Regions from separate parts of the Cyprinus carpio genome. Here region 1 is linked to region 2. A link is a contact called in public Hi-C data. All regions are on one chromosome and are shown on one strand. The core of a region is the stretch at or near the end of the contact, and the rest is flanking DNA. Distances in the headings are between cores, read along the strand shown.

Region 1 (5,271 bases), core at 2,262-4,761, 71 kb before region 2:
AAAAACTAATAAAAAAAATTGTGATCCTGCACAATGTGTGACGTGATACGCTTCCTGACTTCACTTACACAAGGTATGATGGGAAAAAATGCATTTTTTTCTTCTTTTAAGAGACACTTCCTTCCACTTTATTAAACTCGTGCAGTAACAAAATCGCTTATAGAGGTCTTATAAAAGCTACATTACTGGATTCAATCTTTTGGTTTACAGGTTTTGTAGTTCTTTTATTTGTGGATCATTTAGGAGTAGGGCTGTGCAAAAGATCGAATGTGATTCTCATGTGCATCTCCTCAGTAAAGACGCTCATATCGTGCACGTGCGTTCAGATCAGGGTTGCCAGGTTTTCACAACAAATCCTGCCCAGTTGCTTCTCAAAACTAGTCCAATCGCGTTTTCCAGAAGGTTCCCCGATACAAATTGCATCCCGTGGTAAAAATATACGTTTTTTTTTGGCAGGGGTTGCCTTGGTAATATTCGCATTTTAGGGGGCTAAATATCACGTTATTGGTATTGGGGTCGCTTCAAACCGCAGACTTGGCAAACAAGCAAAAAAGGAAAGTACATTCCAAAAAAAGCATACAATTTAACATCGGGGAACCTCCTGGTATCGTGGGGGAACCTCCCTGAAACGCGATTGGGCTAGTTTTGAAAAGCAACTGTGCAGGATTTGTTATGAAAACCTGGCAACCCTGATCTGAACGCACATGCTGGAGACACAAAACCTGTGCTAACCGCCAGAAAGCGAGCGGTTTCTCAAAAGCGGGGTCATCTCAGACCGGTAAGCGCGACAGCTTCAATCCCGTACCCGTTTCTTGATGAACTTGAGCGCACGCTTGTCCTTGGACACCTTCAGCAGCTCCATGGCGCGCCTCTCGTAGGGCGCGAAGCCGCACACCTCGCGGATCATGTCGCGCACGAACTTGGTGTGTTTGGTCAGGCGCTGGAACGCAAGGTGCATGATGGGAGAAAACACAACACAGCGCGCTCCTGCATTAGCAGAACTCAAAAACAGTCACACTAATCTTATTAATGATCGTTAGAAGAGTGTTTGAGGAGTACTCACTCCTCTCCTGCGGCCCTGCTTGGGCTTGGTGACGTTTTTGGTCACTGGATGGCCTTTATTAAGACCAACCGCCATAGGATACCTGATGGCCATCTCTGTGGAGAGAAATGCGTTTTAATATAAAATCATAAGAGTTTGAAGCACTGTCATGTGTTCTGAGGATGCCTACTGGACAGCTTAAAATCATCAAATAACAATATTCCACACTAACAGCGAATAAATGCACATTTTGGAGCGTTTTCGCTTTGTTTATCATGAGGGAATCGCGACTGCTTGGCGCGAGATTCTCAAACATCGAGCAAACCTCGCGCTTTGGCTTCGCAATAGCTGCTGGGAATCGCGCGTTGTGGTTTATATTTTTAAAAGCGAGCGATTCTGTGAGGATTTGGGGCGCGATGGATCAGATATCAAGGAGATTTTATCACTCGTGATTCTCCGGAGATTCATACCTGCGCTCTGCTGCTAATGGCGTCCAAACCGGAAGGACCGCTCCGAGGCGGAAGCTGGTCTTTCACACGCGACGGCAAGACGAGCGTTCGCGGGAAAAATAAGTGGCGCCGCCTAGAAGAGAATCAACGATCTTTTATAGCTTCGTTTTTACAAACACAACATCTTGAGAGATTACTTTAAAGTTATGATTTTAAAAATAATTTTATTCTAATAATAATAGAACCATTCGATTTCTATTATTTTTGTTGGACGTTTCCAAATGTTATTAGCATTAGAATTCTTAAAATAATATTTTAAAAACGTTTTATTAGATTTTAAACGCCTTTAAGTGTCTTATCGAGTCTATTTCCTCGGTGGTTTTTGTAGTATTGCTGTAGTATTTTTTATTTTATTTTTTGTTTCAAATCGCACTGAAGTTTAAAAACCAGTGCGTGAATTATGAGCCACAAACAAAAGAAAAAAAAAACAAAAAAAAAAAAAAACTATAATATATATATATATTATATATATATATATATATATATATATAGATATATATATATATATATTATATATATACATATACGTATATTATATATTGTAATATGTTGTCTATATGGTGTGTATATCTATGTGTTATTATGTATATAGTGTGGTAATATATATATATGTATATATATATATGTGTAATATTATGTGTGTGTGTATATGTGTGTATGTATCTATATATATATATATGTGTGTATATATATGTATTATATAATATATATATGTATATATATAATATTTGTAATATATAGATATATATATATATATATATATGTATGTATATATATATAATGTATGTGTATATAGGTATGTGTATGTGGTGTGTATATATATATATATATCTATGTGTGTATGTATGTGTGTATCCGCTATAATGTGTGTATATATATATATATTATGTGTGTGTGTGTGTGTATGTATGTATATATATATGTGTGTGTGAATTTTATTTATAAAGCACTTTACATTTAAAAAAAATCTCAAAGTGCTACAGTAAGGCATAATAAAACAAGGCAATTTAAACTAAACAATGATTTTAACATTATATATGTGTATATGGTGCGATTTGCCGGGGGGGATGGGGGGGATTTCCCCCCCTCTGGTCTATGCATCCCTGCCTACTTTTATCCCTTTTTACCCCCGGTGGGATGAATAAAAACATCATGCAAACCTGCTCTGACGTCCCGATCTGAATCAAATGATTCTGCGATACGCCGATCCGATTGGAGAGCTTCGAAACAGTGATTCATTTTGCGACGCAATGGTTTAACTGATTCGAAGTTTCAAAAAGCTCCGTTGTGTTCTTTGCTCGCTTTCTCTATGTAATTTGTTGTTTGAATAACCGTGGACATTAAATCATTACAATTAATAGGCCTAACGTAGGCTTACAATGTTTTTATTAAACTGAGATCACACTAAATACAATTTCCGTTAAAAAAAAAAATTCATTTCATAAAAATTTTTCAAAAGCAATCCCCCCCTCTTTTTTTTTCACAAATCGCACCCTATATATATATATATATATATACATAAAATGAAAAACCACAAAAAAAAAAAATAAAGAATAAAAAAAAAATATAAAAATAAATAAATAAAAAATATTTTCTATATTATAACATATATATATAATATATATATTATAGATATATATATATATAAATGAAGTCGCATATATATATATATATAAAATATTTTCCACCTCGTTGTTCGTGAATTATAAGCAACACACAAATGTAAAAATATGGATAAAACTCAAAAACTATGAAAAAACACAAAATGAAGTCGCTAAAGCTGTTCGAAAATCTAAACAGTAATAATATGATATATTAAAATAAAAAAATAATGACAGTAATGAAAAAAATAATTATTTTGGAGTTTCGGACTACAACTCCCATGACCACTTCGGCTGAATTTCGCCGCTTTATTGACGCTCCCGCCATCCACTTTTAACATCCTACGTTCCACATACAAGAGACAGCCCACCAGCACTCGGACTACAAAACACGGATTCATTCAAAAACTCCTTAAACAAAAACTTCCAAACGCCACCGGAAACCCGTTCCAAGTGCGACTCGGAGGCCGCTGCGTACACCGGGTCGAAGTGGAACTCTGGAGGAGTGTTTATTTGAGCTGAAGTGGGTCTGTAGCGTGAAGCGATATGGCGACCGCAACCCCGAGCCGCGCGACGGCCGCCCAAACACCGCTGAGCCCCGCGCGGATCTCGCGCCTGCAGGAGAAAGAGGAGCTGAGCGCGCTCAACGACCGCCTGGCCGTCTACATCGACCGCGTGCGCTCGCTGGAGCTCGAGAACGACCGGCTGCTCGTCAAAGTGTCCGAGAAGGAGGAAGTAACTACCAGAGAGGTGCAGAGCCGTTCCTTTGTGCTGCTTTTACGAGCGATAAACCCGCGTGCGCGTGCGGTCTCCACGTTTCCCTCAAATTCAGTGCTTTTAGTGTGCATTAAATCTATAAAACTTAACAGTGTGTTGAGAGAGGGCACAGCATTTGAAAAGCCGCGCTAGGAAGTTATGCATTTTGACACAATCAAGCCTGTGCACTGAAAACTGTATTTTGCACATACAAATCTATACACTGCATGTAAAAGCAAATGTGTGCGAGCTCTATAAAATGTACTCAGGGAGTGGGGCTAGTAATGCGTCTGATTTGTGCGTTTTATTTGTGTTTATGCATGAGTTGATCTCTTAGTTATGCGTGTATTTGTTCAAAAGCACGTTAAAAGTGTGCGTTTGCATGTTGTCCCGGACTCCTGGCGTGTTTGGGCGTTTTCCTCAAAGTTTTGGGAGTGGCCAAATGCACTTTTCAAATTTGAATCTGATCTGTTATTGTTTTGAATGGTGACCACATCAGACTGCACCCCTCACAAATCAGAAATACAAAAAGAAATGGTTTGAATGCAGTTCAACGTCTTGCTTTGTGCTAAAAACAGCATTCTGTTCAGTGATTTCCACTCAAACTGAGTTTATTTACAAGTAATGTCTGATAGAAGTTGCTTAACCCTTTAACTGTCACCCCACGTTTTTTAAAATAGGCATTAAAGTGCACCATCCATACTTAAATTGGTGTAATTTATGAACACTTTGTAATATAGACCTAAAGTTGGTCTCTTTTTAAAGAAGAAAATTAGCAGAAAAAGTGGAATTTTTTTTTTCAAAAAATTTAAAGTATCAAAAAGTTATAGAAGTTTAAATATCCTGTATATTTTATTTATTATAAAATATTTTACATAACAGGTTTTACTCTAAAATTGGTGTAAAATTAAAGCCTTGTGTCTAAATAAGTTGTGTTCCAAATTTGAAGTTGATATGAAAATACTTGATGTTCCTGTGAGGTTTTATTTATTTAAATGTCTTTCAGTGCCTTATCACGTCTATTTTTCCTTGTTTGTTTTTGTAGTACTGGTGTAGTATTTTTAAGTAATTTATTTATTAAGCACCAACAAAAAAAAAACAACAAAAACAAAAAACCTACAACAAAAAAACAACCAAAAAAATAAAACAAAAAAAATATGGACAACACAAAACCTACCTGTAGGTTATAACCAAAAAAAGCATAGAATAAATATAATATAGAAAATAATTATCTTGTTGTTCGTGAATTATAAGCCACACACACACAATTAAAAAACATCGAAAAAAAATAATAAAAAAAATACACAAAAACTATTATAAACAAATAATAATAATAAATTCACAATTATTATTATCGTTTTTT
Region 2 (4,953 bases), core at 1,374-3,873:
AAAACATGAAACATAACTTCTATCATATTGACGTGAGGTGAACACGCGTACCTGTATTTGTATCGTGTCATCAGTAGTGGGTAGAAGCCACAAGGTTGAAAGTGTGACAATCAAGTAGCGTTTTATTTTTTCATGTTTCAATATCCCTGAAAAATATGGACTCGATGTTCTGTACAGCTTTTCATAAAAACAAATAAATATTTACCATTAAAACTCATCTGTCGTTTGAAATGCATTCAGAAGTATTGTGTTTTAATAAAGCAGTGTCATTTTAGTACCATTGCTATATTAGCTCAGTATTTATTCATATTTTGGATGTATTTATTTATTTAGAATTTCCCTCTTCATTTTAATTTTTAAAGCTGTGGTTTTTTTATATATTTACTATCTTATTATTTGTTAATATTTTGAATTTTTTTTTTTTTTAGTTTTAGTTTTAAAGTTTTTGTCTTTTTGAATTGTCTACTCTCTTAGTATTTATTAATATTTTTAATTAAATTTATTTTTTATTTTAGTTGTAAAGTTTTAAAATAAGTAGTTTTTTAAATGCATCTTCTAATCTTTGTTTATTATAATTTTTAATATACATGCATGTTATTTTTTCGGTCTGAATCAGGAGAGATATTTTAATTTTAGTTTTAAAGTTTTAGTAATTTCTATTTGTTTTGTTAAAAACCTAAATTAAAAAAAAATTTTAAACCATTCCAAATTCAACTGCAACAACTAAAATAACAAAAATAAATTAATTTTACTGCATCAACTAAAATAATAAAAATAAATTTTAAGCATATATATGCAGTTAAATTACTTTAAATTTTTATTATTAAAAAATAAGTTTTGGTATGACTAAAAATAGCTATTTAAAAAATGCTAATATTTAAAGAACAAAGTGTAAAAAAAAATGTTTAGCCTTGGGGTTTACATTTTTTTATATTTATTAAATTAAATATTCGATTATTTTCAATATTATCCATGCTGTTTTATTTAAAAGAAGAAAGGATAAGACTTAAAATAAAAAATTAAATCACACGAGTACCATAGAAGACAACATGTAGCAGCAAATGCATAGATTTAATGTTCATCATCATCACACTTCAACAGAAGCCCCATGATGCACCAGTTCTCCACGTGTTTTTATTCTGAATCAGTCCGTTCCAGTGTTTCCGATCCTCTAAACCTCCTCATCGGACTGCCCTTCATCCCAGCTGCACGTCTCTCGCACGAACAGCTCGTCCATCTGGGCCTTCCTGCGCTCCAGCTCTTCATCGCTCACTTTATTCAGGTCCTCCTTGGAAAAATGTAGCATTGCATCACTTGCTCACCAACACGGTGAATGGGTGCCGTCAGAATGAAAGCATCAGAATAATCACAAATCCAGCATTAAGACGTAAAATACGAGTCTATGTCTATAATCCATAATAAAATACACTTCCTCCAGTGAAAAAGTGTTCTGGTGTGAATCAGGAGATAAATCTGCACATATCAAACAATGTATAAAAAACTCTAAACATAGTTAAAAACGTCTTAATGCTGGATTTGTTTCAGCTGTAGTTTTCTCCAGATGTTAATTGATGGACTGGAGTGCTGTGCAATAATTCTTTTGTCTTCTCCAGATGTGAACTGAGTGCTGTGGATTATTCTGATGTTTTCATTCTGACGGCACCCATTCACTAAGTTGGTGAGCAAGTGATGCAACGCTACATTTCTCCGAATCTGACGAAGAAAACTGAATGGTACTTTGTTTAAAAAAAAACTATTTTCCGTCCGTCATTAAATAAATTAATTTTATAAAAAATAAAAACTGAATGGTACTTTGTTTAAAAAAAGACTATTTTGTGTCCGTCTGTTATTACAGTATTTTATTTTATAATATATATATGTGTGTGTGTGTGTGTGTGTGCAATTTTGATAAATGCAATTATTATGCTACGATGATCCTAAAAATCACCTTAATATTATTAATGCAAAATATAATTTCTTATTTTAAAAAATCCCATTTATTATTGTTATTATTTTATAGAAATAATTAACCAGTGTCTTAAGACAATTATTGTTAATTTATTCTGACATTATTTCCATGAGAATTGATCGTAACGTAATAATAAAATATAATTTCTTGTTAATTTTTATTGTCATGATGATTAAATATAAAACTGCGGAAATGATTAAAAAAAAAGTTTATTATATTTCACCGTTAATATTCATTTAGTTATCTTCATCCTGATATATATATATATATATATATATATATATATATATATATATATATATATATATATATATATTTATTTATATATATATATATATAATTAAAATATATATGTGTGTGCGCAAGTATTCAATTCCAAACGATCAAATATATATAAAATATAAATCTTTAAAAAAGTTATAATCCTTCATATTAATGCATTAATGTTTATATAATAAATACAGTTAATAATATATACTTCTTAAAAGCACTATATGACTTACATTATATTAGTAACTATAAGTAACTTGTTAATAGCAAATTGAATTCGCCAGACTTTTATTTTGTCGGTCGTTTCCCCAGCATCCCGTCGCACCGGAAGCAGTCGCTGGCTGTTCGCTGCAAGCGAGGGCAGACAGAGACGCTGCTGGGCGCCTCCCCTTCCTCAAACCAGCACAAAAACCCCCCAAACGCAGCGCTAGCGGCGCAGAAACCTTCCTCCTCCCGGACACAGCGGCTGAAGTCTGCGGTGAGTTTCACAGGTGAGCCGCGACACAACCCGAGACCCCCGGCCGCGTCCCGAAACCTAGTGTGCTGCCTACCTAGACAGCAGCCGCGAGCGCTTGAGTGCTGTCCGTCACGCTGGCTGTGTAGGGCGCTCACTAGGGCTCGTCTGTGTGCTTGTAGCAGCTTTGAGCTTTCTCTGTGTGTGTAGAAGACCGAAACAACAGAAACGCGTCACTAAAATAATAATTAACCGCTGACCATTAATTAAGAGGAAATCTGTCCCTGGATTGTAATTAAAGAGTTAATTATTAGGGGTTGAAAATATATTCTGCGTAAATTAAGTGAAATAAACTATTATTTATTATTATCATAGTAGTTTTAAGGTCATTTTATTTTTAGGACAATTATTATTAATTTATTCTGACATTATTTTAAGATGATTAAGCATAAGATTGTTATGATGGTCGTAAAATCATCTGAATATCCTTTATGCAAAATATAATTATTTTTAAAAAATTCCCATTACTGTTAATTTATTATTTAATTGTAATAGTTTTTATTCTTTATTTTATGATAATTTTTATTACCTTATTCTGACACTTTTTCGCGATGATTAAGCATAAAAATCCTAAAAATCACCTTAATATTATTAATACAAAATATAATTTCTTATTTAAAAAAAATCACATTTATTATTGTTATTATTATTATTATTTTAAAGTAATAATTAACTAGTATCTTAGGACAATTATTGTTAATTTTTTCTGACATTATTTCCATGAGAATTGATCGTAACGTAATAATAAAATATAATTTCTTGCCAAATATAATTTCTTATTAATTTTTATTGTCATGATAAATATAAAACTGCGGAAAGTAAAAAAAAAATATATATATTTTTTTTACCATTAATGTTCATTCAGTTATCTTCATTCTGATTAAATATAAAATTGCAATTATGCAAAATATAAAGTTTTGGGTTTTATTTATTTTATTTATTTGTCATCATTCACTGAAACCCAAACTAAACTAAAACCATTAAAAAAAAATCTTGGTATAAAATAAATGTAAAAAAAACATATTTTGTATTTAACTGCAATGTTATACTTGATTATCACAATAATTATAATGTGCATAATTGCAGTTTCACACAGAATTATGATGAAGAGTAACTAAACTGAGGAGTAGAGTCGAGAGCCTGCTGCAGATGTGTTTGTGTTTGTTGCTGATGCTGTTCGTCTCCGTTCTGCTTCCCTTCTGCTCCTGCAGCTCTAACTCCTCCTTTTCTTTATCTCCTCCTGCAAACCCACTCCTCCTTTCTGTCCTTTCTCCTCGTCCCGGACCATGTGTGATAATGGGGATCTGGAGGACAAGCCGCCCGCGCCCCCCGTCAGGATGAGCAGCACCATCTTCAGCAGCGGGAAGGACACGCTGGCTGTCAATCACAGCTCCAAGCCCCTCCCCTCGGTGCCTGAGGAGCGCAAGCGCAACAAGATCATCTCCATCTTCTCCGGAGCCGAGAAGAGTACGTACACACTTACACACACACACACACACACACACACACACACACACACACACACACACTCACACACAAACACACACTCTCTCACACACACAAATTACACACTCACACACACACACACACACACACACACACACACACACACTCACGCGCTCACACACACACACACACACACTCACGCACTCACACACACACACACACTACACACACAACACACACCCCCCCACAAAAAAACACACACACTCACACTCTCACACACGCTCTCACACACACACACTCACACACACACACACACACACACACAAACTCTCACTCACACACACAGACACACACACTCAGACACACACAGCATCACACACACACACACACACACACTCACACACACACACACACACACACACACTCACACACACACACACACACACACACACACACACACACACACACAGACACACTGACACACACACTCACACACGCACACACACACACACACACACTCTCACAAACACAAACACACACACACTCTCACACACACACACACACACACACACACACACACACTCACTCACACTCACACACACACACACACACACACACACACACTTACACACACACTCACACTCACACAAACACAAACACACACACACACACACACACACTCACATAAACATACAATAACTAACAAACACTCTCACACACACACACACACACACACACACACACACACACACAC

What was found. A called contact is a pair of places that touch in the nucleus more often than the background predicts.
Region 1: a Hi-C map of liver shows a contact between it and region 2, with 4 times the contacts expected there. The contact joins the promoter of LOC109066356 here to the enhancer-like site in region 2. A contact is called at or near these places in 2 of 8 Hi-C or Micro-C datasets (liver and skeletal muscle).

Annotation. Positions count from the first base shown.
Region 1 is chrA22:1,548,182-1,553,452 of ASM1834038v1, reverse strand. LOC109066356 (lamin-B2-like) reads left to right here and starts at 3,511. Exons shown (of 12, transcript XM_042711629.1): 1 at 3,511-3,902. The coding sequence starts at 3,699. LOC109066371 (60S ribosomal protein L36-like) reads right to left here and starts at 1,659. Exons shown (of 4, transcript XM_019083399.2): 1 at 1,513-1,659; 2 at 1,064-1,158; 3 at 806-940. The coding sequence starts at 1,156.
Region 2 is chrA22:1,476,146-1,481,098 of ASM1834038v1, reverse strand. It overlaps the pseudogene LOC109047470. Among protein-coding and RNA genes, the nearest start is that of LOC109047695, 9.3 kb to the left of the region's middle. Within about 2 kb of position 2,623, at least 7 of the 8 cell types and tissues checked have an H3K27ac peak or open chromatin away from gene starts, as enhancers often do. A contact at or near this core is called in liver and skeletal muscle, where this site is marked.